5 separate regions of the Mus musculus genome follow, and regions 1, 3, 4 and 5 are each linked to region 2. Evidence: chromatin contacts called from public ChIA-PET data. All regions are on one chromosome and are shown on one strand. The core of a region is the stretch at or near the end of the contact, and the rest is flanking DNA. Distances in the headings are between cores, read along the strand shown.

Evidence for each region. ChIA-PET counts read pairs in DNA pulled down with a chosen protein or histone mark.
Region 1: a contact with region 2 is called in an RNA polymerase II ChIA-PET map of memory CD8 T cells, with 37 read pairs. The contact joins two enhancer-like sites. A contact is called at or near these places in 1 of 484 Hi-C or Micro-C datasets (CD8 T cells) and 2 of 115 datasets of contacts at active chromatin or transcription factors (memory CD8 T cells and pancreatic cancer cells).
Region 3: a contact with region 2 is called in an RNA polymerase II ChIA-PET map of memory CD8 T cells, with 37 read pairs. The contact joins the promoter of Tpp2 here to the enhancer-like site in region 2. A contact is called at or near these places in 3 of 484 Hi-C or Micro-C datasets (CD4 T cells, Th1 cells and muscle stem cells) and 3 of 115 datasets of contacts at active chromatin or transcription factors (memory CD8 T cells, pancreatic cancer cells and regulatory T cells).
Region 4: an RNA polymerase II ChIA-PET map of memory CD8 T cells shows a contact between it and region 2, with 14 read pairs. The contact joins two enhancer-like sites. A contact is called at or near these places in 2 of 115 datasets of contacts at active chromatin or transcription factors (memory CD8 T cells and pancreatic cancer cells).
Region 5: an RNA polymerase II ChIA-PET map of memory CD8 T cells shows a contact between it and region 2, with 22 read pairs. The contact joins the promoter of AI597479 here to the enhancer-like site in region 2. A contact is called at or near these places in 3 of 484 Hi-C or Micro-C datasets (the G1E-ER4 cell line, Th1 cells and muscle stem cells), 6 of 115 datasets of contacts at active chromatin or transcription factors (bone marrow-derived macrophages, effector CD8 T cells, memory CD8 T cells and 3 more) and 2 of 9 other capture datasets (adipose tissue and liver).

The regions. Positions count from the first base shown.
Region 1 is chr1:43,887,167-43,892,769 of GRCm38.p6, forward strand. It overlaps the pseudogene Gm19587. Among named protein-coding and RNA genes, the nearest start is that of Tpp2, 44 kb to the right of the region's middle. Within about 2 kb of position 1,500, at least 31 of the 459 cell types and tissues checked have an H3K27ac peak or open chromatin away from gene starts, as enhancers often do. A contact at or near this core is called in CD8 T cells and memory CD8 T cells, where this site is marked.
Region 2 is chr1:43,463,719-43,469,375 of GRCm38.p6, forward strand. The region is part of intron 1 of Nck2 (non-catalytic region of tyrosine kinase adaptor protein 2); the gene reads left to right. Among named protein-coding and RNA genes, the nearest start is that of Nck2, 21 kb to the left of the region's middle. Within about 2 kb of position 4,158, at least 74 of the 459 cell types and tissues checked have an H3K27ac peak or open chromatin away from gene starts, as enhancers often do. A contact at or near this core is called in CD8 T cells, the G1E-ER4 cell line, Th1 cells and 7 more, where this site is marked.
Region 3 is chr1:43,931,678-43,937,138 of GRCm38.p6, forward strand. It overlaps Tpp2 (tripeptidyl peptidase II), which reads left to right and starts at 2,317. Exons shown (of 29, transcript NM_001310540.1): 1 at 2,317-2,576. The coding sequence starts at 2,412.
Region 4 is chr1:43,764,820-43,770,397 of GRCm38.p6, forward strand. It overlaps Uxs1 (UDP-glucuronate decarboxylase 1), which reads right to left. Exons shown (of 15, transcript NM_026430.4): 10 at 71-190. Among named protein-coding and RNA genes, the nearest start is that of Ecrg4, 37 kb to the left of the region's middle. Within about 2 kb of position 4,037, at least 67 of the 459 cell types and tissues checked have an H3K27ac peak or open chromatin away from gene starts, as enhancers often do. A contact at or near this core is called in memory CD8 T cells and pancreatic cancer cells, where this site is marked.
Region 5 is chr1:43,095,784-43,100,939 of GRCm38.p6, forward strand. It overlaps AI597479 (expressed sequence AI597479), which reads left to right and starts at 2,927. Exons shown (of 4, transcript NM_133818.1): 1 at 2,927-3,079; 2 at 4,932-5,098. The coding sequence starts at 2,981. It also overlaps a transcript of Tgfbrap1 not described here.

The DNA of each region.
Region 1 (5,603 bases), core at 250-2,749, 420 kb after region 2:
GTTATTAGCACAGAGAGGAACACTCAGACATTCACGTTGTACTGTGTTTTGTGTAGCATCTATGTTAAAGTACTTTTCTTCCAGCTATATCAAATTGTACAATTTTCTGTGAAATGTGCACGTGAAAATACATTAAAGTAATGACATACAGTGTTGCAGACTAAAGAAAATCCAATAAGAATAAGAACTGTTTAATGCCTTTTGAACATGACGTCTACTGTGAGAAGATTTTCTGTTTTCTTCTTAACAACATTAATTTACCACCTAAGATGTACTCAGGAACACTTAAAAAAAACACTCTTCTCGTTATTAGCACACAGAGGAACATGCATTCATTCACGTTGTACTGTGTTTTCTCTAGCGTCTATGTTAAAGAACTTTTTTTTTCCAGCGGTAGATCATTTTACAGTTTTCTGTGAAATGTGTATGCAAAAATATATGAAAGTAATGACATAAAGTACCCCATATAAAGTAAATTAATTATAAATAAGAATGTTATGCAATTTGAATATGACATCTATTGTGAGTAAAATTCTTGTTTTCTTCTTAACAACACACCTTTACCTCCTATGATGTTTAAGCTAAGTATATATGGGAGTTCTAAACTAAACACCCTTCTGATTTCTAGCACAGCGCAGAATACACAGGCATTCACATTGTACTGTGTTTTGTGTAGCATCTATGTTAAAGTACTTTTTTAAAGCTATAACGCATTGGACAATTTTCTGTGAAATGGGCATGTAAAAAAACAATAAAGTAATGACATACAGTGTTGCAGACTAAAATGCAAGTAAGAACTTACTTAATGGAGAGCGAAACCAATGCCTGGCTGGGAGCAGCCGCCACGGAGGTCTTTGGCCAATATCGATTCCACCTGTCCACAAACATGGGGAATATCTTTGCAAACCTCTTCAAGGGCCTTTTTGGCAAAAAAGAAATGCACATTCTTATGGTGGGCCTGGATGCTGCAGGGAAGACAACAATTCTATACAAACTGAAGCTGCGCGAAATTGTGACCACCATTCCCACTATTGGTTTCAATACAAGAATACAAGAATATCAGCTTCACTGTGTGGGATGTGGGCGGCCAGGACAAGATCCCGCCGCTGTGGCGCCACTACTTCCAGAACACCCAAGGCTTGATCTTCGTAGTGGACAGCAATGACAGAGAGCGTGTGAACGAGGCCTGTGAAGAGCTCATGAGGATGCTAGCTGAAGATGAGCTCCGAGATGCTGTTCTCTTGGTGTTTGCCAGCAAGCAGAACCTCCCCAATGCCGTGAAAGCGGCCAAAATCACAGCGGTCACAAGCTGGGGCTGCACTCTCTACGCCACAGGAACTGGTACATTCAGGCCACCTGTGCCACCAGCGGGGACAGGCTCTATGAAGGACTAGATTGGCTGTCTAATCAGCTCCGGAACCAGAAGTGAACCAGACCCCCTCCATCCCCCTCACTTCCTCTTCTCTGCCCTCAGCTTTCCTCTCATGTGGCAAACGTGCAACTCTGTGGTCCTAAGTGCCAGAAGCTGTCTCCATGGGTTGGTCACATTGTGCATCGCACCGTGCTGTACATGTGCAGACGCAGCCTGCAGCCAGGTTTTTATTTAATGTAAATAGTTTCTGTTTCCACTGAGGCAGTTTCTGGTACTCCTATGCAATATTACTTAGCTTTTTTATTGTAAAAAGAGAATCAACTCACTGTCAGTACTGAGAAGGGATTTGGGTGTAGGGGCACCTGGCCTCCGGGAGCCATTGGGCTGTAAACTGGTGTCGGTATCCATTTGGTGGTTGGTTTTTAACCCAAACTCAGTGCATTTTTTTAAAAAAATAGTTAAAAATTCAGGACAAGAACACTTGAACACACAGAACGGAGACTATGCCTAGTGTAGGTTTTGCAGTTAATGGCCTGAATGCTAGTTATCAGATCACCTGTCTCGCTGTGGGAACAGGAGAGAAGGTGACAAACAAACCATCATCCGCCGCATGGTCACAGTAGAGCCCCCGTGACTCGCATGTCTTTGGGTCACCTGCATTCCATAGCATTGTGCTTGTACTTGTGCTCACACGATTACGTAGGGTAGGCTGGGAGCCATTGTGGGGTGCAGGGCCTGGCTTGTACTTGGTGTGTGCAAGGCCCAGTGGCAGCCTGCATACCCAGCCTACTCTTGGGCCCACTTGGACGCGCTGGCAGGAGGCCTGGGTCTCACCAGCAGGAGTGCGTGCAAGGTGGGAGGGTCGGCCCATTACAGACCCACATCCTGGAGCACCCCCATCTCCATGTGTGAAGTAGCTTCCTCCCTCAGCCTGCAAGGGTCCGATTTGCCATCGAAAGACGACCTCTACTTTTTTCTTTTGCATTTTGATAAACACTGAAGAAGCTGGAGCTGTTAAATTTATCTTGGGGAAATCTCAGAACTGGTTTATTTGGTGTCGTGGAACCTCTTACCGCTTTCAATACACAATTAGTAATCAACTGTTTTGTATACTTGTTTTCAGTTTTCATTTCTACAAGCACTGTAATTATAGCTGTTAGAATAAAGTCTCTTAACTATTAAAAAAAAAGAACTTACTTAATGTGTGTTGAACATGACATGTCTTGTGAGAAACCTTGTTTTCTTTTTTAAAAACACACCTTTATTGCCTAAGATATTCAAAGCTAACTGTACACGGGAACTCTGGATATCTCTAGTGCTAGCTGCACTCACTGTCTCTGCCTGGGGCCTGTCCCTCCGGTTATCTTGTTTGTGTCAGGACTCCTCAGGGTCCAGTTGTCTCTGTGATCCTGTGATCCTGAGATCCTGGGTATAAGAGCTCCTGGGAGTCAAGCTGCCTCTGGGATGCTGACGTCATGGTGTGACAAAGCTCCTGAGATCCTGTGATCCTGTGACCCTATGATCTTATGATCCTGGGTTGTGTGAGAGCACCTGGAAGTCCAGCTTCCTCTGTGTGCTATGTTCCTGGCATGTTAGAGCTCCTGGGGGTCCAGGTTCCTCTGGGTGCTGTCTTGTTGTCTTCTTAGAAATACATGTTTACTACCTAAGATATTTGAAAGTAACTGTACCTGGGAATATTTAAAGAAACACTCCCTGATTTTTAGCACTGACAGGAACATACAGGCATGCATATTGTGTTGTGATTTATGTAGCATTTATGTTAAATTACTTTTTTTTTCAACTATAATGAATTGTATGGTTTTCTGCAAAGTGCATAAATGAAAATACAGGAAAATAGTGACAAATTATATTACCATACTGAAGTAAATCCGTTAGAAAGCAGAACTTAGCCAGTTCCCACCTGTGCTTGCCAGGAGCAGAGACCCATCCCCACACATCCCACACCCCAGAAGCAGCTCGACTTCTCAGGTATGCAGACACATTCAGCTTCATAGCTGAGACTTTATACCCTGCCCCGAGACCTGGCTTATCAAGATCCCTGTGACCTGGGGAAGCAGATTCCCTGCCCAGTCAGAGTCACAGGCACCTTCTGCTTCCCAGCTCTGCTTGCTGGTAGCAGAGACCTGATCCCACAGAGCACAAACACCAGTGGCAGCTGGACTCCCCCAGGATCACAGAATGGACAGGCCCCAGTAAGAGACGAGGAACCCAGATAACAACAGAGATAACCAGATGGTGAGAGGCAAGCATAAGAACATAAACAAAAGACATCAATTTGGCTTGGCAACATCAGAACTCAGTTATCCCACTACAGCAAGTCCTGGGTACCCACACACACCCTTAAAACAAGATTGAGATCTAAACTCTCATTTCATGAAGATGATAGAAGGCTTTAAGAAGGACATAAATAGCTGCCTTAAAGAAACACAGAAGAACACAGGTAAACAGCTAAAAGCCCTTAAGGAGGAAACACATAAATCCCTTAAAGAAATACAGGAGAATGCAATAGACAGGTGAAGGAATTGAACAAAACCATTTAGGATCTAAAAGTGGAAATAGAATCATTAAAGAAAACTCAAAGGGGAAATGGAAAACCTAGGAAAGAGTACAGGAGTCACAGATACAAGCATCACCAGCAGAATACAAGAGGTACGACACCCTTTAAATAAATATATATATATATATATATATATATATATATATATATATATATATATATATAAATCACATATATAAAAAATACCTTGGTGTAACTCTAACTAAGCAAGTGAAAGATCTGTATGGCAACAACTTCAAGTTTCTGAAGAAAGAATTTGAAGAAATGGAAAGAACTCACATGATCGTGGATTGGCAGGATTAATATAGTAAAAATGGCCATTTTACCAAAAGCAACCTACAGATTCAATGTAATTCCCATCAAAATTCCATCTCAATTCTTCATAGACTTAGAAAGAACATTCTCAAATGCATTTGGGATAACAACAACAACAACAAAAACAGAATAGTGAAAATTATTCTCAACAATAAAATCTTCTGGGGGCATCACCATCCCTGACCTCAAGCTATACTACAGAGCAATAGTGACTAAAAGCTGCATGGTATTGGTACAGAAACAGGCAAGCAGATCAATGGAATAGAATTGAAGACCCAAACATGAACCCACATACTTATTTTTTTTAAGATTTATTTATTTATTATATGTAAGTACACTGTAGCTGTCTTCAGACACTCCAGAAGAGGGCGTCAGATCATGTTACAGATGGTTGTGAGCCACCATGTGGTTGCTGGGATTTGAACTTCGGACCTTCGGAAGAGCAGTCGGGTGCTCTTACCCACTGAGCCATTTCACCAGCCCAAAAACCCACATACTTATGGTCACTTGATCTTTAACAAAGAAGCTAAAACCATTCATTGGAAAAAAGACAGCATTTTCAACAAATGGTGCTGGTTCAACTGGAGGTCTGCATGTAGAAGAAAGCCAATTACTCCACAACTATCTCCTTGCATCAAGCTCAAATCCAAGTGGATCAAGGACCTCCACATAAAACCAGATACACTGAATCTAAAAGAACAGAAAGTGGGGAAGATCCTAGAATACTTGGTCACAGGGGAAAACTTCCTCAACAGAACACCAATGGATTATTCTTTGAGAGAAACAATTGACAAATGGGACCTCATAAAATTGAAAAGCTCCCAGCACTTGGGAGGCAGAGGCAGGTGGATTTCTGAGTTCGAGGCCAGCCTGGCCTACAGAGTGAGTTCCAGGACAGCCAGAGCTACACAGAGAAGCCCTGTCTCAAAAAAACAAAAAAACAAAAACCAAAAAACAAACTAACAAAAAAAGTGACAACCCACAGATTGGAAGAGGATATTTACCAACCCTACATCTGATAGAGGGCTAATCTCCAAAAAGAACTCAAGAAGGCAGACTCAGAGAACCAAAGAATCCTATTAAAAAGTGGAGTACAGAAGTAAATAGAAAATTCTCAACCGAAGAATCTCGAATGGCAGAGAAGTACTTAAAGAAATGTTCAACATCCTTAGTCATCAGGGAAATGCAAGTCAAAATGACCCTGAGATTCCACCTTACACCAGTCAGAATGGCTAAGGTCAAAAATGCAGGTGGCAGCAGATGCTGGTGAGAATGTAGAGAAAGAGGAACACTCCTCCATTGTTGGTGGGACAGCAAGCTAGTAAAACCACTTTGGAA
Region 2 (5,657 bases), core at 2,908-5,407:
TACCTTCAGGTAGATAACATAAAATATGTTCTCCAAGGGGGGGAAAATCTAAAAACAATTTATTTAAGTTATAAAAAGCTCCATTATTGTTTTTATAAATAAAGAATTAATTCATAGTAGGAAATTATATACTGTTTCTTGGCTAAAAACACTAATGTACATTTGTTTGGTTTAAGAGGTTATTTTATAATGTTTTGGCAGTTGGATTGGGCCTTTACAGCCTTGTGATGACGTCTAGGAACAGAAAAAATGTCAGTATCTTTAGAAGATCTCACGCCTTAAGGTTTTTTGGCTCTCTGGTGTTCTGAGGCAAAGCAGCCCTTGGAGCTTTTGACCTGTGTTTAAAGAAAAATGCTGTGAAAATTCAGTGATAAGACTTGGCACACACATTGCTTGCATTGGGCTTCTGTGGGTGCAGCACTGTAAATACCAGGGGTGAGAAACTCCCTTTAGCGATGCCTCAGAGGTGCGCTCTCAAAGCACCACGGCCACGGCAGCAGGCGCTGATATTTATTGAGTACTTAACAGGGCTGAGCATTTCATACCTGTTGTCTAATTTGATTCTCTCTACAACCTTACAAGGCTGCCCTTGTCCTTGTTTAACAGATGAAGTGGCTGGTTTGAAGAAGCTAAGCAATTTATCCAATTGCTAGTCTTGGCAGCTTTACTTTGGAGCATTTTCCTGTGGGTGTGCTCTATTTGCACGCCTCTGCCATGGTGCTTGGCTTGGCATTGGCCACAGTCACGATTCCTAGGTGTGTTGCATGTTCATTCTCCAGATTAATGGGCGGTGTGTGGTAGACATCCATAATTATTTTAGCCATGCAGTTTGAGTGGACGAGCTCCCTTAGCTGTGGCTGCCCTCCCAGGGCTGCTGCTTCAGGGTTCAAGCCCAAAGCACTGTGAAGCTGCCTCAGAATCTGATAGCCAATCCTGTCTGTCTGGGAAGGAAACCAGTTCTGGTTGTCTAAAGAGAAGCTGGCGGCTTTGCCAGGCAAAAAGATCTGTAGGTGCAAACAGAGCTCCAAGTATTTTATTGAGACCCAGATCCATCCCCTTTCTTTTCCTCCTTTCCTCCTTTCTTACTTGCTTACTTAGAGATTTATTTATGAGGGCCCCAGGTATGCTAGGCAAGAGCTCTACCACTGAACCACACCCCTAGCCCGAGACCTTGATTTCTGAGACACAGTTTTTTGGCACTTTTTATTTATTTTCTTTCTGTGGTATGGATGCCTTTGAATAGTAAGGATGACACAGTAACTTTATTCTTCTTTATTGAGTGTATCTCTTTATTGTTCTAATTTTATAAATTCATGTCTTGCTAAAATGAGCAGAACAGACTCCTTAAGACAGTTGTGAAGAAGACTCCTCCCCATCTTGCAGACTTCCTGTTCTCAGCTTCATGTTTGCAGCCTCTGTTTTTGTGGCCACTGTGTATAACTGTACAATCTTCTCAACACATACATCTCTCCCTTTGAAGGGACTTCCTGACAACAGATGAAACACTCTTAGCCTTGGCATGTCCTTTTAAGAGTGACTGTTGCTCTTGGTAGGTTGTTCATTGGAGCCATATTTGGGGCACAGGGTAAATGGTAGAGTTGGATTATTATGCTTTTAGTCAGTGGCCAGATGAAAGAGAGGCCTGGGTATTCCTTTGTTTAGTAACCCATTTGCTACACACAAACATCATCTAATGGTGGGGGTGTGCTTGAGAAATCTGTCATGTGATTCATGTCACAAACCTAAATGGTACAGGAATACCAGACAGCCATGTTACACACCTGGAAGGTCTGGATGTATGTATGTATGTGTGTGTTCATTCTCTTGTTTGTAGTCATGATGACAGCTGTACAAGATTAAATTAAGCACAAGAGAACATGAGGCAATCAGGAGACACAGTAAGCTCCAAGTATTTAAGACAGCAGAGGGGTTATAGTTTGTGTGTGTGTGTATGTGTGTGTGTGCTATGAGCAGTCATTTATCATCAAGTGTAATGTCCTGCATACAATTGCACATGCATTTACATATGTGGCACAGTCGGTTCCATGAGCATCAGTGCCAGGGTGGCTGTGACATTACCAGTCTGTAGGATGTTTGTGTTCCAGTGTCCCCTAAGAACCACTGTAACTTACGTGATTTGTCAGTGACTGAAATTTCATTATGTGGCACATTATTGTATTTTCCGTCAGCTTGTCATGCCTGAAACAGGCAGATAGCCTACCAGAGGTACTATTTAGATTGTACGTTTTAGAAGAAGACATGTTTTGACTGGGTGTCTTTGTAGGCATGTGTATTGGATGTGGCAGGCCCAGACTCCAGACTCACAGAGCTTAGTAGTAGGCTGTGTATTTTCAGCTGCTACACGTGTACTGTTTATTACGCAGTGTCAGGTGACTAATACAGGATACCAGAGTGGCCTATTTTTATTACTTCTTGGTCAGCATTTGCTACCAAGCATGACTCTTCAAAATTACTATTCTCGTTCTCCGTGAGGTTTTTATGGTGTTTCCCCTAATTTTTTCAAGAGTGCAGAAAATTACTTTACGGGGTACCTTTTTTTTTTTTTTTTTTAGCAAAAGGGTGAAGAGGAGATGTTGGAGGTGAGGGCCAGTTTGAACCAGTGGGTGTGAAATGCCGCAGCACTCGCAGCTTGAGGGGCACAGAAGGTGTGCAGGCCTTCCAGCTGGGAACTGTGTGTGCTGAGGGCGTGGTCCTGGAGGCACTGGAAGGAGTAGGAGAACTTGGTCTGTTTTAACCTGCCATAGATACCTTGCTCTCTGAGGGCTCTTTTCCCTTCCCAGAGCCCATCTACACTGTGGCCTGTGCTAGGAACCCAGGGATGGGCTTCTGCAGACTGTGCTTGCATCCACACACCCTGCCTCTGCTCCCTCATAGGTTTCAGGCCCTGCATTCTGTTGCCTTCTGTAATGAGGTCTGTTAGATTTATTACTAGTTTTAATGTCTACAAGTTAGTATAATGATAGACTAGTGCCTTTGTTTTCAGGGGTTTTTTGTTTCTGTTTTTGGATGCATACTGTTGGTCAGACTCAGGAGTGGAGGGAAGTGTTGGTCTCAGAAGCCTGCTGTCCTTTAACTCCTTCCATGTGGGTTGCACATAGGTGCACATAGGTCGCTGTGTGAGGTGGATGGTGCTCAGCAGCACACGGAACCAGGGGCTGCTGCTTCTGGTGCTGACTGAGCATAATTCCATCCACAAACCTTGTGTCTGTGTTTAGAGGGCCTGCGGGGGTTTTATTCCCTCTGTGCGCTTTGCCATTGCAGGGATTCTGTGTGGGTGAAGTCCACTCTCACCTACCAATGCTGAACGGTCGTGCTCACCTTCCTCTCTCTAGAAAGAGGAAGCCTGGAGTGTTTGATTGTGGAGTCCTGTCTGTTCCTTTCATTAGATCCCTTTTACTTTAGTGGTGTCATATTTATTGTTGTTGAGCCACTGTAGGCAACCCCATTTAAAAAGTAGAGAAATGTATTAATGTAACTTCCCATTCAGTTGTTACTGTAGGGCAACTGCCAGCATAGTCTGCTCGTGATGGACAATAAAAGCTTAGAAGTTGACATTGAGTTAACTCGGTAGGACTTTATTTTTTTCATTTAGCCTTGTTTCCACAATAGCTTAACTGCTGTTTTGTGGAAGGTATTTTTGTAGATGTTCTAGCTTGGTGCGCTGATAAGACACATTTAGGAATATCTCTTTCTGAATGTGTAGAACAGTGCTTGGCAAATAGCCCCTGGACTGAATCTGTCCCGCTACCTTTTGTGTGATCAGCCGTATTAGAACACACCCTGGCCAGGCATGGTGGTACATAACCCTAATACTTGGAAGATGGAGGCAGGAGGATCAGGGATTCAAGGCCAGCCTGGCTATGAGTCCCTGTCGCAAAGAAAGAAATACACAAAATCAAAAAAGAGAAAAAGAAGACAGCTGGGATTGGTCAGTTGCATGCTGCTTGTGGCCGCTTTCGTGGTAGCATAGTCGTGGTAGCATAGTCGTGGTAGTGTAGTGGGATTGAGTAATTGTGAGCTTGTGACCCACAAGGCCAACACACTGTGTTTTTTTCGCTCTTTCTGGAAGAAGCCTGTTCACCCTGTACGCCGGAAGTACAGATCTGAAGTGTGACAATGCTGCTTTGGAGCCTTGCCTGCCCCTTTCTTGGCACCATAGCTCTGCACTGTTTTCTGGGGCAAGAGGAGGAGGCAGCCTTCAGCAGAGGGTTTCTGAAACAGAGTGGTTCCTGGCTTATACCCGATGTCTTAATCTGTAGACTTGCTTGTTTCTTCATGGAAAATTTGAGGTAAATTTCAAAGTATTATCCTGTAGAAACAGAGGGCAACCTGTGTGCGAGCACTACAGATATAGCACCCGTGACCCCCGCAACCACAACTGAAAAGTAAAAGGAAGCAGACAGATTTTAGTGGTATGTGGATGAACCCAGTAGAACCCATGTCATGCCAACATATAGTCAGCGTGTCAATTTACTACATTCCAACCCCCCCCCCCTTTTTTTTTGAAGACTGCAGCGTTCCCCCTGTTATGTGTCTTACTCTGTAGCACGTCACAGCTGGAATAGCCATATCCTGAGGAAGCAAGCCCCCATAGTAGGCAGCCCCATCCTCTGATACCAGCTGGCTGGCCTATATAATAGTCACCCCCAATGCAGACTGCAGGACTGGTACATTCCTCCTAAGTTATGAGCACTTGGCTCAACAAGACTGCCCCTCCCCGGCCCCCTTTCAGATGCTAGCTGCAAAAGAACCGCCGCTATTTCTGACTGATCAGTTAATCAGTTAATAAGTTCCCATGCCTTCCTCTTCCTGTTCATGAATGCCATGCGACAGCTGCCAGGACTCAGGAAAGGCCCCGGGTCTACCTGCAACACCACATTTTGCAGAAGTCAGTTACTGCTAGTTTGTTAGGGGACATGCAATTCAGGAATGGCAGGGGACAAGGATGCACAGGCTGTGTGTGGCTGGGGCAGTGAGTGGCTCCAGAGTTTTTACAACCTTTCCAGTTTCCTTCAGAAAATCACCCCAAGGGGCTCATTAACCAGGGAGTCCCCAATCCAGTGTTTAAGAGTTAAGACCCAGTTACTGTTCATCTCTCCTCTGAGCAAGCAGTGGAGGCAAGATCGAAAGACCCCCATATTATGTCCCATCATACGCACAAGTTCAGTCGTGGCCTTTTGTGGCCCAGGATCAACTATCACTCTGGAAATTCTGAGGTTTTCTGGGAGCTCTGTCTGGAAGCCTAGAACACTGCCCAGAGATACTTTTTTGTATTATTTCCATGACAGGGCAGCACTAACTCAAGGCCCACCCATCCCCACCCCTTCCCCAGCTGGCAAGACCTATTTAAAACACTTCTCTGTGAGCAGCTGAGGCTTGCTTATTTTCCATTCTCCCTTGCCCTTGTCTGAGTAATTGTGAATCTCACTGCACTGGTAACTCCCCCACATCTTGGTTCTCAGGAAGCAAATGCAGGAAAATATAGTAACATTACTAGGGATCTTTAAGCGTAGCATTGTGACTGTGCTCACAATAACTTGCTGAAGAATAACCGAGCTGTGGAAGATAAGTTTCCCTGTGGGCTTTCCGAGAAATAGGTTATGTAGCTAAAACTCTCTCCATCCTGCCCACTGTCC
Region 3 (5,461 bases), core at 1,067-3,566, 470 kb after region 2:
GAAGCATTTGCTGACAGGAGTCTGGTATGGCTGTCTCCTGAGAGGCTGTGCCAGAGCTTTAACAAGCAGATGAGGATGCTTGCAGCCAACCATCAGACTGAGCAAGGAACCCTAATGGAAGAGTTAGGGGGAGGACTGAAGGACCTGAAGGGGTTTGCAACCCCACTGGAAGAACAACAAAATCAACCAACAAGACACCCCCCCCTTCCCCCCCAGAGCTCCCAGGAACTAAAGCACCAACCAGAGTACACATGAAAGGACCCATGGCTCCAGCTGCATATGTAGCAGAGCATATATGCCTTATCTAGCATACATGGAGGGAAGACCCTTGGTCCTGTGGTGGTTCCATGCCCCAGTGTAGGGGAATGCTAGATCAGTAAGGTGTGAGTGGGTTGGTGGATGGGTGGGGGAACTCGCTCATATAAGCAGGGGGCCAGGGGGATGAGATAGGGGGTTTGCTCCAAAGGGTAGCAGCTGATGGCTCTGATTTTATAAGAGACATACACGTGGGAATCTTATACTTATAACTAGAATAGCCTGGTTTTTTTTTTTAAGATTTATTTATTTTATGTATAGGAGTACACTGTAGCTGTCTTCAGACACACCAAAAGAGGGTATCAGATCCCATTACAGATGGTTGTGAGCCACCATGTGGATGCTGGGAATTGAACTCAGGACCTTCAGAAGAGCAGTCAGTGCTTTTATCCGCTGAGGCATCTCTCCAGCCCTAGAATAGCCTGTTATAAATGGAAATATGTCTAATTCTCATCAAACTTCTAGGGAAAAGCTGCCTTTTCTTTCCTCCCTTCCCTCCCATCCCATTTTTTGTTCATTTTAATCTTAAGATTTACTCATTGTTTTCATCAACTTTGTAATTGTAAGTTAACTTAATCCAAAAGAAAAAATTAACATTCTGATCCCAAGAAATTCTTTCAAGTTACAATTTAATATATTTTAATATATTTGCTCATAGAGCAAAGTATGAGGAGTCAATGGAAATGCTGTGGTTTGAAACAAATGGCATACACGGGATTCTAGGAACCTGCCTCTTAAACTGGAGACCATAGAAATGCACAGGGCCCATGATTGAATAGGAAAAAATTATTTTCATCCTCCACATGTTCTTAATTATGAACACAGGCAACCTTTGTTATTAAAGTGTGTAGTTTAGATATATTCAAATGCCATTTACAATTGTTTTCCAATTTAAAAATAACATTAGTTATTAGACTTGACGATGGCTCTGTTATTTAATTTTAAAAAGAGCACACATGTAATTACTTACATATATGAAACTATTGCAATACAACAAAAATTAAGTTGTTATAATTCTTTCAACCGTCTACTTCCTGTATAATCCTATATATTTCATCTTATGCATTTAAAGACATCTCTGTGGTAAGGTGTCTTGAGTTTGTCAATGGGATAATTAAGATTACTCTGGGCGCCTTCTTGCTGCTGGGACTTTTGGAGTAGACACAGCAGTCGCTGCCACTAAAGAGAAGAATTACCACACTTATGGCTGTGGTTCGGTGCTCAGTATTTCAGAGGCCTCCAGGCAGGCTACACACTGAAAAAACGTGCAGAATCTCTCACTGGTACAGAGTAGATTTGTCACAAATAGGAAAATATTAATTCACCCCCACAATATTCTTAATTATGAATGTTGGCAACCTTTGTTACTGGATAATCTGTGTAGTTTAAATTTCAAATGCCATTTACGATTGCTGTCACTGTGCATCCTAATGGGAAAAAAACCCCGCAAACTATGGCTCGGTAACTGTGTTACAAAGAGGAACTTCACTGGAGAAAAGGCAGGTATTTTTCTGAAATTCCGGATGCCAAGGGTAAGTAAGCCACGAAGACAGGAGGGAGCTCATTTCTGTCACGTGTTTTGCTTTGGGGACTCTGGCGACAAAACAGCCGACAACCCACTTCCTGTTGACTAAACAGCACCTCACCCTGCCAGAAAGGCCGGGCCGCTAAATCTGAGACTTCCGCGCTCGACTTTACAGGCTTCCGGTCCGCAGCGGGTTAAGCCAACCTCGGCGGCGTCGCGAGGATCCCACGCCTCAGGCAGACAGCCCGTTCCTCTCGCTGCTTCTCACGGAGAGTGACAGCTCGGAAGGCAAGAACCTCCCTCCAGTGCGTTGTCATCCGCAGCAGCGCACACTCCGTTCCAGCTCTGCAGCCTGGGTAACATTCCCTCGTCGTGACTCGTAGCGGCGCCGTTAGCTTACGTTGAAGCGTATGATTGGCTAGACACCTCTGACCGCACACGATTGGGTACTGGTGGCCAGGCTCCGCCCCTTCCCCACCTCCGTCCCGCGGTAGCCGGGTGTCCTCGCGCCGCTCGTCCGCGCGCTGCCTGGCAGTTTGCCTCTTCCTCGTCTGTCCTCCAGCTTGCGTCCATGGCCACCGCCGCGACCGAGGAGCCCTTTCCTTTCCACGGTCTTCTACCAAAGAAGGAGACCGGGGCCTCCTCCTTCCTGTGCCGCTACCCGGAGTATGACGGGCGCGGGGTGCTCATCGCCGTCCTGGACACAGGGGTCGATCCCGGGGCCCCGGGCATGCAGGTGAGGCGGCGCCCAAGGGCCCGTAGCCCAGAGGGCCGAGCCTGGAACAAGGCGGGGACCGGACGGGCCGGGGCGGCCCGGACAGCTCTGGGAGACCTCCAGGCCCTGTTCCCTGTCCACACAAAAGCGGTGTGGTCAGCGTGGCTGTTCGGGATCGGGGGCCGCGGGGAAGCTTTGCTGGTCAGCCTGGGCGTTCCAGGCCCCACACCTCTTCAGGGTCCGCACCCGACCTCGGCATGGGAAAATTTTACAGTTTTATAGGTCTGGGAGGGCGCGGGAGCGTGGGGGGCACCAACGATAGGGGTAACAGCCTTGAAGAGATCCTTAGTGATGTTTAAGAGATACTCGTTTTGGCAAGGCCAGCAAAGTGAGTTCCCAGAATTCGACCCAGTCCGCTTCCGGAATGGTTTCTTCTGATACTTTTGTTCTATTTTTAAGTTATTTGCTGGTGTTTGTTCAGGGTCCTTGAAATCTTTTGGGTTAGTCTTTTTTTTTTTTTTTTTTTCAAAGGGCCCGACTAATTTGTTTCGGGCGAACTTTTCAGGCCTTATAAAATGTGCATTTTAAACGAGAGAACATACTTTGATTACGACTTCCTAAAAATGACTTCATTTCCTTTATTCAAGTTAGAAGTCTTTAAGAGCAGGGACCTTACTGATGTTAAAAAAAAATGCCTGAATAAAATGTATTCTGTGTTTAAATAGCCTCTTACTAAAACCCCCTCATAAGTACTCTCTAACCTTTGTTGAAGAGCTTATCTGACTAAAACTAGAGTTTATTTACCCTCTTTTCGGTCCGTGGTCAGTTTATCAAATAGATAGATTAGATCACATTGATACCATCTTATCCTTGTTCCTCACAAAAGAGGGATACTAATTCCTCTCCTCCTAGCCCTTGATTTGTTTCCTCCAATCTTTAGTTTTCTCATTGTGCTGCCTAATAATTGACATAAATGGATGGGAAGGTAATTGACGTACATGTTAGAGGTTATTGGAAAGGATAGGAAAGAAGCCTGTGTGGACACTCTGGGACTCTCAGGGAATCCTGCTTCCAAGTGTTTGTTACTTCTTCCCCTTTCTGGTGCACACCTGAGCCCTGAAGCACACAGTGTCAGAGTCTCTGATTAGAAGTTCAAGTGACTACAGTTATTTTATTAATAGTAATTGCTAAGGTTTAAAACTTGGTAACAGCAATGACACGTTGTGAATTTATTACACAGTGGAAGTGCTTCCCAATACACAGGAGTGTGTGTTTACTTTTTGTAGGGTGTGGGAGAACAACTAGGGTAAGTGGCTCACTAGTTCTTAGCGTTAGAGGTTCAGAAAATCCTGAAGATTTTGGCGTAGTACTACTCAGTGGACATTTGTAGAATTTTTGGTTCTGGTTAGAGTATTTTGTTTCTGTAAAGTAACAGTTTTTACCCCATAGGATTACTTGATAATTGAGCAGCCAACACACATGATTTTACAGTGCTAAAGTGTTAAGTACTTTTTTTTTTTTTTAAAGTCCTGAATAAACACTAAATGCTAGCAGAAGGAGTTCATGTTGGGTCATTGTCTGAAGGGAAAATATGCTTGATATTTACACAAACATTAACATTTAGTCAATAAAACATTGAACCAAAAGAAAACATAAGATCATCCAGCATTTATTCTCAGATTCTAAACATGATCTTTTGTTTAAATTCAGCAAGGAACTTACATGGGTGACTTTGATTTTTTTTTTTTTTTCTTACCTGAGGAAATTATTTTGTAGCTCTGTGTGTACATCATTAAGGTAAAAAGCAAATAGAAATAAAAAGAGAAGGAGGCCTTTCTGGCTATTTGAGTTGTCAAATGGGATCTAAGTAAAGGACTAGAGGTTACAAATGAGAACTTGGAGAAACCAGCCAGTGTCTCCTCCTTTAACTTCCTTAGACCAAGTCCTTTTTTGTCACAGCTTCTGGGTGTATGCAAAGTAGAGGGCAGAGTCAGGTGTGATAGCACACTCCTGTATACAGACTGCATGAGGAGATTAATAATTACCTAAATGTTTAATATTCTCTCAGCAACCATTCAAGTACCTAGTATGTGGCTACAATTCCATTGAATAATGAAGTCCTGCAAACTATGACTGTTATAGAGATGCAGTGAAAATGACAGGAAAACTGACTGAGATCGTGAGTGAGTTTCCTGACAAGATGAAATTTGGTTTAAGCCATATAGATACAGAAGCAGTGCTCACTGCTACTAATCTCACCACTGATCCATGGTTTGCTTTTCCAAACCTACTATTTATCAAGAGCAAACCAAGTATCAACATCTTTGCTCAAAGTTTGCTTTTTTAATAAAACTCTAAAATTTCAAATTTTATTATAAGGCCCTTCCCCTACTAACGCTAACCTTTGAGTGTAGCCTCAGCAACACCCTTCACTCCTATACTTCACTCTTGAATATTTGATTTCTCTCTTTCCCAGGTACCCAGATGTCTCAGGTCCTAATACGTGTGTTTGCATGTGGTGTTTAAATTGCCCAACAGTTTTCTATAGTCACTTGCAAGCTGCTGCTTCATTCTTTTAAGACATCACAGATTTAATTCAGCCCTTTGCCTGCTCTACTGTTAAGGTCTGTGGCTTCAGAGAAAATATTTCCACTATTACCGATTGTATTTCCTACTTATCCCAAAGCTCGACTGCAAAATTTTCATGTGGTTTTTGCCTTTACATTCTTTTCTATCCCTCAATTTTGTGGTCTCTTTGAAAAATCTCCAGTGGAGCATATGTATTTTGCTTGCCGTGTGTGTGTGTGTGTGTGTGTGTGTGTGTGTGAAGTGCAGGTCACTTCTTATAAGTAAAACTTATGGAAATAGTACATGGTAAATAAACCATTAAATCCCGTCTGGCTTTT
Region 4 (5,578 bases), core at 2,787-5,286, 300 kb after region 2:
CCCTGAAGCAAGTCACCTTTTGTTTACTGGTGTGAAGAAAGGTTACAGGCTGCCTCTGGGCAGTACTCACTGTGAGTGGCTCCCCTTGTAGTGCTTGTAAGATGAAGTTGCTGACCACCCGCCCATCATTCATGTGCATTCTCGGCCCAAAGGTGTTGAAGATCCTTGCCACCCGTACTTCCACACCTTCCTAGAACAGAGAGAAAGCATATGAGGTGCGCTTCTCTGCAGTGTGCAGCGCTCTTCTGCATTTCCAGGCTCCTGCAAGGATGGAGACCAGGATTCTTTCCTCTTTCCAAAGACAAGACTTCTGTTCTGATTCTGTGATGTGCTCATCATAAAGCAACTTGGTGATGCAGAGCTACATCACAGCCAAAGCTGCCTCAGATTCCACTCTGGAAAGGCCAGGAGTATGGGCACTCTGGTGGGGGAAGCTGTAAGACAGTTGTGTGAGGGTAAACTGCTTATATAAATTGTTTCAGGTGCCTATTTTCCCATGTGTGGCCATGCTCTAAGAGTTATTAGAGAATCTTCTATCTGAGAAATCGGTGACAGAAAACAGATATGTGCTTGTTATGCACTTCAAGTTAACAGCCATGATGCATGCCAAAGGTCTGGTTAAGGTGAAAATGGCATTAAACAGCACAGACTTGTCTGTGGTTCCAGGAATCCACCATAGATCTCAGAACCCATCCCCTGGGGATGGCAGGGGATAATGCATTAAAGAGGAGAACAGAGGGAAGAGCAGAGATGCAGCTCTCAGTAGAAGATAACTCAAAAGCTTCCATTTGCATTTAATTGATGAGACAAAGACCCAGAAGAGGATGAACATGGCTTTATTCTCTGAAGAGACTGGAAACCTTCAGAAATTCTACAATACTCAAACAGGCATGCCCAGCAGAGGAAAGCTCAAATCAGATGCTTGTACCCTCTTGTTCTCCCCCTTCTCAGGAACAACATTCCAAAGCATGGCCTTATTATCAACTGACGTCTGTAAACATTTACTGCCTAACGTATAAACAGGCAAGCTTGCTGATTTCTCTATTTGTACCCGAAACCATTAAGCAAGCTAACTGGAATGAACTAAAAACTAAGAGGCCACATGAACTCCTGAAGTAGCTGTAGCTACTGCTCCTACCTCTGCCCACAGCACTCTCATGGCTTCCCAATGGACACTCTCGAGCCCAGATATCACACCAAGATTAGCTACATGGAAAGACATAAACCTGAATCTTTCAGCTGAGATATGTTCTCTTCTTAAACACTGGCATCTTCTGGAATTAGTATGCCCAGCTCTTTCTTCAGTGTCAGCAACCCTTTGCCCTGACACAAAGGCAACGCTGGTTTATCGTGTACAGCTCATGGCATGCATCCTCAACCCTCACAGTGGGATAGAAAAGGTGTAGACGAGAGGCACCAACAAGCTACTTATGGTGGCAGCTGGGCGAGTTTCCATACCAAGCTTGGAAAAAAGGGACAGGATGAAAATTAGGAAAGTGCCCACTAGGGCAGTATCGTATTGAAAGCAGAGCCAATCTCTGAAGGACCTAAGCGCATCCATATGTTGTAGAACATGTGACATCAATCTGCATGGCCAAGCCCTGCAGAGTTTCCATCATGCTGTGGTGCAGGGACTCAGCATGCAAAAGGCCAACCTTCACAGAACTAGTGACTCATTCTTAGCCACAGCTTCATGTCACTGTGTGCTCTGTCCTTCACAGGAACCTTGAGTCACTCACCCAAGACTCTGAGCACTGAGAACAAGAACATCTCAGCATCTCTGAGTCAGGTCAGCATAAAACCAATGAAAAGTTCAGAGGAGAAAGATTGGTATGAACCCCCATGCAGAGAGTACAAGCTCATGGGCATAGTGGGAACACTCCAGGTTCACCCAGCAGTCTCCAGTTATACTTAATTTTCTCTTCTCTTCTTTTTTTTAAAAAAGATTTATTTATTTTATGTATGTGAGTACACTGTAGCTGTACAGATGGTTGTGAACCTTCAAGTAGTTGTTGGGAATTGAATTTTTACAATAATACACTGTAGCTGACTTCAGATGCACCAGAAGAGGGCATCAGATCTCATTACAGATGGCTGTGAGCCACCATGTGGTTGCTGGCATTTGAACTAAGGACCTTTGGAAGAGCAGTCAGTGCTCTTAACCACTGAGCCATCTCGCCAGCCCTATACTTAATTTTCTAAGACTTATGACTCGGTGGAATTTTTGTAGACTTTTGTTTCATATTGCTTTGTCTAGGCATTTGGGGGGGTGCTTACTAGTCTTTTGCTTGTGCATTATGGTTTTCAATTTTGTGTTGATGTTTTTTTCTCTGTGTGTGTGTGTGTGTATGTATGTATGTATGTATGTATGTATGTATGTAGTGTGCATGTATTTGTGTGTGTACATGTGTGTATGAGTGTGTATATATGTATGTGTGGATATGTGTGTGTACGTGTGTGGATATGTGTGTGTACATGTGTGGATATGTGTTTCTTGTGCTTTCACTTTGTTATTTTTCGTTTTTAAAAACCTGGCTGTTTTGTTTTGTTATGTTTTCTAATGAGAAAAAGAAGGCATCGAGCTGAATAAATAGGGAAGAGCTGGGAAGATTTGGAGGAGGAGAAACTATGATCAGAATATATTGTTTAAAAAATTATTTTCAATCTAAACAACAGTGATCATGTACAATGTTTCTCAGTATCTGTTCCCCACCAGAACGACAGGACGATATGGTGGAATCCCACAGCACTCTGGGGAAGATTAATCACAGGCTTGAGGGAGAACAATGGTTGGGACTAGTGTACCACCCACAAGGGTAAGGTGCCATCGGATATCCCATTGCTTCTTTTATAATGGTCAAGTCCTGAGGTAGAGAGTAAAATGGGCTCTCCATTAAGACTGCTCTTAAACATAAGCTATGCCTTGAACAGTGTCCTATTAAGTCATAGATGCTGTGCTTTGATCACTGCTCAATGACAGGAAGTCCTCAAAGGACAGAGGAACGGGTCTACGCAGAAAAGTGTCACTCTCCATTACACAAAGATCGCCTGTCCTGCAGGAGAAGCCTGAGTTATACTGACCTGAAAACTATATACAGTGCTCCCATAAATGGTAGCCCTACTCTGCCATATGTCCAAGTCTTCTTGTACCCTGAAAATGTGTGAATCAATGGGGAAAGGAGGTTGAGTCATCTCATTCTCTGATGCTTCTCACACACCGAGGTCTTGCACTGAGGAGTGCAATTCACTAGGCTGAGGGATGCTCACGTTCATTCTGGAGGGTGGCAGAAAAGCCACATAAGGCTGGGTGAGGCAGCTGTGCTGCAGCTCCCTGACAATCCTCTTCAGCACATCTGCTTTAGTGAAGTGGATCCACTAGCCATGGTTTCAGTTACCCACAGTCAGCCAGAAGTGAGTGTAGCATTGGGAGATAGGAGGCAGCCTGTGCCTATGAGTTTTACCACAGCATATTGCTACAATTGGTCTGTTTGTAACTGCAAATAATCTTTTACTATGCCTAACTTATAAATTAAATTTTAACATAGTTATACATGTTCAGAAAAAGCATAACATATATAGATTCCTGCACTTTTCAGTCAGACATCCCCTGGGGTGTAGAAGTGTATCTCCCTCAAAAATAACAGGGACTACTGCATTAATAAGTAAACTTCTTACGGTTGCTATGTGTCTGGATATGCTGACAGCACTGCAAAGCTAGTAGGGAGGGAATACCACACTGCAGATGCCTATGTGGGGTAGCAGGATGTGGGCAGCAGACACCCTGGGAACAAGGCCAGGGCCAGCAAACACATCAAGCCCTCTAGTGTCATATACATAGCAACTCTTCTTTTTTAAAGTATGCTAATGCCAAAAAGTAAATATGCCCTCAAGGCTACTGCCCCAGGTAACTTCTAAGTTCTCTTTCTGCTCTGTTGGTCTGCGGTTTTATGAATGGTAGCCTGTTATGCAGACTCAGTTCAGAAAGTGGGTGGGCCATGACTTCAGAGGTATACTCACAGAAGGCTAGGAGTACAAACGTGCCCTAAGCCCTGACTAACAGCCCCAGGGCAAACCCCCACATTACAAAGACTCCGTGCCCACAGGCACACAGAAGCACCAACCTACTTCCTCTCTGACAGATCCAAACTATTCATGAAGGGTGCTCTGTTTTGCCCTTCGATCCCCATTAAAAGATGTGCAATGAAATAAAACTTTATGTTGAATATATCTGGGTATTTCACTAATTATGAGAATCTTGAAAGAGAATTGTTAAAAGGCAACATTTTATTTAATAAAAAGGCAATGCAGACTTCTATTTATCTTGTTTACATTTTCATTCCTTACATTAGATTTATTTATTTACACTCCATGTACAGCCCTGAAAAAAGATAATCATTAACAAAAAGGATGCATTCTTGTATGTAAAAATCTGTAGTGACTAAAATAACCAAATCAATACTCTGCTAATATAAACATGACTCAGGATTTTCTAAAAGCATAAATCCTAACAACTAAAATACTTTTCTCTAAAACTACCTGAAAAGGCTTTATATTTAGAACTCAAAATTGATGCTACCATGTAGCAACTTGGTACTAAGCTCTGGCTAAGGAACAACTGATACCTAGAGTAAACAATGCATGGGCTGCTGCTCTGGGCATTGTCAAAAACTGTGCTTACTGCTAGACTTGATGCCCTCGGCTTCAGAGCTATGCCACCTCACTGGATACTTCCTTATTGCAGTGATTTGATTATGGCTTGGTTCAGGGAGTGGCACAATAGGAGGTGTGGCCTTGTTGGAAGAACTGTGTCACTGTGGGGGTGAGCAATGAGACCCTCCTCCTAAACACATGGGAGCCAGTCTTCTCCTAGTAGCCTTCAGATGAAGATGTAGAACTCTCAGCTTCTCCTGCACCATGCTTGCCTGGACACTGCCATGCTCCTGCCTGGGTGATAATGGACTGAACCTCTGAACCTGTAAGCCAGCTCTAGTTAAATGTTGTCCTAGTAAGAGTGCCTCAGTTATGGTGTCTCTTCACAGCAGCAAAACCCTAACTACGACACTTATCCACAGCAGCCTGTCAAGACAGCAGGGCAGAGCATGTTGTATATAGGTATCTCAAGCTCCACTTAGGAGCCAGGAACCTGGGAGCAAGTTTGGAGCCCACTCTCCTTACCTCAAGCATGCTAGGTGGAAGGAGGGAAGACTAAGGAAACCCAGCCTCAGCAAAGCTGAGGCATGCTGCTGTCACTCTAGCCCCAGCTCCCGAGCCTTTGGGTACTTACCCTAAGCATGCAAGGTAACCCCATGTACTATGTCACCTCTAGCCAGCAGCATATCCTGACAGGCAGGACACCATGGTGCCCAGCAGGGCAGGGGGCTTGGTAATCAGGCTATGGGTTCCCTTCTCTACAGGGGTTACCTTACACGCTCAGAGTAAGTGCCCAATGGATTAGGAGGTAGAGCTAGAGTGACAGCAACATACCCCTGTGTGGGGGCCCACTATTTACAACCCGGAGAATAGGGACAGAAAGCTGGAAGCTCACACCATGACTTATGCTACATCTGTAAGAATTCAT
Region 5 (5,156 bases), core at 1,677-4,176, 370 kb before region 2:
AAATCCAGTGCGCAATTCTGGCCTCCGTGGACACCAGGTGCATACAAAGTGCACAGGCAACAATGCAGACCAAATATCCAAACACTAAATAAATACATACATACATACATACATAAATGATGGGTACATTTATAGCATACCTTAAGTATTACTTTACAAAGAGAATTAATACCCAAAGTCCTTAGTGAATATTTTTCTCCTGAGTTATTCATCCTACAAACATTTTTATTTATTATTTTTGTTTTGAGTCAAGGTTTCACTATGTAACCCAGACTTGCCTCAAACTCAGCTAGTATTAAAGGCATATACCATCATCCTGGCCCCCAAAACCCATTGAGTACAAACAAAATACAGCATGATGTGTACTGGTGAACCTGGTGAGGGAGTGAATTGAGATTCAGGGAACTTGACTCCTTCACCATCTTGTAAGATGACATGTGGCTCAGTGCTAGTCAGTTCCCCCATGTCTCTGTTCACTAGAGTTGCCAAATCAGAATATTAATGAATAAAATCTTCTTTCTGTTTGAAGCGCCTATTGTGTTATACTGACAATGCTCTCAATAAGATGCCAGTGGCATCAGGTCCTCATGGCCTGAGGTAGGCATTTTCCACTCTGGTAGCTAGTTTTCAGTCTTTGGGTTCCTGGCTCCCAGGTTGGGAGTTTTGGTGTTATTATATGGTGTGGGTGAACTCTCTCGAAGCAGCCCTTCTACCTAGACATATTTGAAGTATGAGTCTAAAATTTCCCCAGAGCTCCACTCAGTAGAGGCTCTGTCCAGGAAGAAGTAGGCAGGCATTGTCAGCAAAGTCCCCTTTCCCTTGGGAGTAGGATGGATATTCATATATCCACTTTAGTTTATATCCATCTTTACATCCATAGAACTCATTACAGTTCTTTCACTCTCAGTCTTGGTTTTTGTGTGTGTCCATGTGTGTGTGTCCGTGTGTGTGTGTGTCCAAAACTACAGTTTTTTTTTCCTCCTCAGAGTCACCTAATGCATTTATTTTAGGTCAGGGTATGCTTTGAGTACTACATGGATAGAGGGAGTAAAAACAGACAGATCTTACCTGTCACAATTTTCTGCAGATGAAGAGTCTAAAGTGTCAGCTTGAGTGCTGAGTCCAAAAAGCCACAAAGACAAGTAGTGGAGCAAGTACTTGGGACCACATTTCCAGACATGAAACTGGCTGCTTCAGACACCACCTTCTTGCTACTTCTCTCCCTTGATGTCAATCAACAGGGTACAAATGTCCAGGTGGAAGCAACTGGAGAAGCATTTGACATATTTTAGGTGCAATCTTTACAACAGGGTGAGACAAGAATAATTTTATCTCAGAGATTAAAAAGCTCTAAGGGAGAGGAATCGGGCCCTCAGTGGTCCTGGGAATCATCCATACCTGGGCTACTTAAAAACTGACCCCCTTGCCCCTTCTTAGAGTTCTATGATCAGTAACTTTCTAATATCCCTCAGTGCTTCACAAGTACACATACCTCATGTATAATCCTTATTTCAATTATTCTTCAGCAGTTTCCTGAAGAAACTGGCGTGAGACCAGCTCAGCTTACCCAGTGAAAACTGGGTTTGGTTGTAAGTTCAAGTTTCCTGCAAAACAGCTACTCTAGCAACTAGTATAACCTTATAGTGAAGGAAATGGAGCCAATGATGCCATCCATGCCAGACTCATTATTATACGACAATATAAAGGTTAATTTGAATATATACTAGCACAATAATGTTACAAAGCTAAGGCATTTAATCCCATTTGAGAACATTTGGCCCAGCTTTAAGACTTGTCCTTTCAGGGAAGGTCACTTAGATCAGCTTTCCAAACACAAAAATAAAAGGACTGGATTGAATATTTTTAAGCACTAACATTAAAATTTCCTCCCAGCTCTGTAATTGTTTCTTCCCTGAAAGCATCACATAAACTGGAAAATTTTACAAGATGTCTCTCATTACTAATTTAACATCTCATTTATTTTTCAGCACTCTTTCAAGCATATTTTTGGTAGACTCCTAGTAGTTCATATTTTCATAAACAATGCAACAGTTTCCAATAAAACGATACATTATAGAGCATACAAACTATGCTCTCATAACAGGTATGAAGTACAACCTTTTAATGTGCAAAAACTTGAGGACTCTGTCTCCTATGAATGATGAAAGAGATTTCTCACACAAATACTAGAATATAGTTGAAGCCTACAATATTTTGTTAAAGTAAAAACCACGACTTCATTGTAATTATTAGTAAGCGCAAAGGCAGTTTGCTTGGTTCCTGTCACTGCCAGTCTGTGATCTCCAATTATCCGTCCTATTGCTCATTTTCCTCATACCAGAAACAAGCATTCTAGTAGCACATCAGGCTGATCTGGGGAGTAGTGTAACAGTCGCTGGACTGGCGCTACTACTTTCTCTTATTATTTCCCACACGTAAGCTGGTCGGTTTAAAGATCTTTCCAGGGAACAATACTTGATGCTTACCATGTCCGAGGAGAGGGGATTACAGAGTGTTATTTGGGCTTACTTTATGTAGAAGGGAGATTAGGCAATAAACGATTGAGACATTGTAAAAAGCGAAAAGAAGCATGGCTTCAGACATGACAATGCCATCTGGGGTCACAGCTGTCTGCCCTCTTGTTCCATTCTGTCTCTCCACGCAGTCGGGAGAATCCCTGAGGCCTCTGCCATGGGACGTCACAGGGGGCGGGACCAATGGCGGCCAGCTCGCGTTGCTTAGCCTCCGGTGCTTTCGGCGCAGCCCGGGCAGGACTCTGCTCCGCTCTCAGTCCCAGTTCGTCCTCTTGGCTGAGGTGCGTCAGCCGAGTCGGCCAGCCATAAACTCTACTCTCTGGGAAAAGCATCGCGTCTCGGGCGCGCTGAGTGACACCAGAGTCCCGCCCCCTCACGTCACTTCCGCGACGCTTCCGCCGCAGTGCCTTGTGGGAGGCCGGCCAGGGGGTCTCCTGGCGACAACCATGGCGGGGGATGTGGGCGGTCGCAGCTGTACGGACGCGGAGCTGCTGCTGCACCCTGAGCTGCTATCCCAGGAGTTCCTCCTCCTCACCCTGGAGCAGGTGGGGCGCTCGGGCCGACCGAGGACGGACGGGCAGCCGGGGACAGGCAGGCCTGCGGGAGGCTCGTGGCCGCTCCCCGCCCACACTGATCGGATGGGGCTTGCCTCCCTTGATCCCCAAAGGAAGCCTCCAGAGAGTGACTGGAACCCCCGGGAAATCCTCTAGAGCTCGGAAAGGGTGTGACAGACGACCTCCGCTGCCTGTGTGCAAGCAACGGCCTGCGGAAGAGATAGACTAGAAGAACAGACCGGGAGGGAAGAAGTCTGGGGCAATCAGGGCTGGATCCAAAACATCTGAAAATTAGTCTGTTAGGTAGCTTCTCGCCTCTCTTAGAGACAGACACTCGGGTCTCAGAGAGATGGACCTACTTCTTAAGATCATTATCAGGACACAGTAACCGTTTGGAGAACTTAAAGCACCTAGCTTTCCAGGTGGTGCATGCACCCCCCCCCGCCCCCCGCCGCCCCTGCGGTGTGACCTAAGATAATAGCAGATCATAAAAGAAAAGTGTGATGTTTTATTTAAAATGGCAGAACTGCTGAAAGTTTCTTTAGAGTTTTATGTGGCACGTTTTGTATTCCATGTGGTTTTGCCCCCCCAGTACCGTATCTTTCTCTAATTTCTTGAAGTTCTCAGTCACTATTTTAATAATGACTTTTAACCTGTGATTCTCAATCTTTTACTCACACCAGGATAATCAAAGGCTTACTAAAACATGTTATTGAGCCCCATCATCTGCTTCTCATTAAGTTCGTTCCAAATGTGCCCTGATACTGTATTTTAACGAGTTCTTGCTGATGACCCAAGGACAGCACTTGTAAGCACTGCTGCCAGAAGGCAGCCCCTTCAGTGCCATCCAAGCAGATGACATCCTCTGGGAATGTTGTCCAAGTGTATTCAGATACTCCCATCCCAGAGTAAATGCAAGTTGAAAGCCAGCAATATACTGTATGAAAGAGGAATAAGATGATTCAACAACTTAAAAATGAAATCAAACTAAACAGCTGGCATTGTTTTTGTTTTTTTTCCATTTTTGCAAAGCATACGTTTCCCCAATTTTTCCTGTGTGTTTTTGCAATATTGTGCTCCAAGATGTTGAGACAGAACTGGGATATGAGAGAGAATAAGTTATTTAAGTTATTTAGGCATATAAATATATATATAAATATGCCTAAATGGTTGGACTGTGAATTGAATGGTGAAAATGCGGTGGGGCAGACTGCTAATGGTCTATTGTTACTGTCATCAGAATGGAGAGTTAAGTTTTCTTCTGCAGTAGTGCTGTGTGTGTGTGTGTGTGTGTGTGTGTGTGTGTGTGTGTGTGTGTGTGTTTTGGAGGTGGGGGGGGGGTCTCCATAATAAAGCCAGTACTTGGTGTACTTAAGGCACTGGGTTCAGACACCAGCACCAAGACAAAACAAATTCAGGCACCCACCACATTAAAGGAAACATGAGACATAAACACAGACTGAGACTGAGCTCCTACTCCACCAGTGTAATGGTCCGACTCAGTAGCTGCTTTTTTTTAATCTGTTTTTCTCAGGCAATGTCCCATTTTTATTTAGATTAAGAAGGTAGTGAGGTGGTGGAATATATGCCTAAATGGACTCTACTTCTGGACTTGGCCAGCAGTCCTCTCAGTGAGGGCACGTGGTCACTCTAAGATGAAGCTGAACTTGATAGAATTTAATGGGTCTTTAATACCCTATCTAATAATACAGTTTGGCTCTTAGTGAGTGTGAAAGTAGCTTTATAATTTACTCAAGCATAACGCTTTCACCGTGTTACATGGCTAGGCAGCTTTTAAATGAAAGATGGCGTTTTGAAGTTATTTTTGTTTTCTTTCACACAGAAGAACATAGCAGTTGAAAATGAAGTAAGGGTAAACAAAGACAACCTTACCGACCTTTACGTCCAGCATGCCATACCGTTGCCTCAGAGGGATTTGCCAAAGAATAGATGGGGGAAGATGATGGAGAAGAAAAGAGAGCATCATGAAGTGAAAAATGACACCAAAAGGTACTTTTTTTTTGTGGTTGATAATCTAATCCTTTGTGACTAAAAGGGTTTTTGGTTT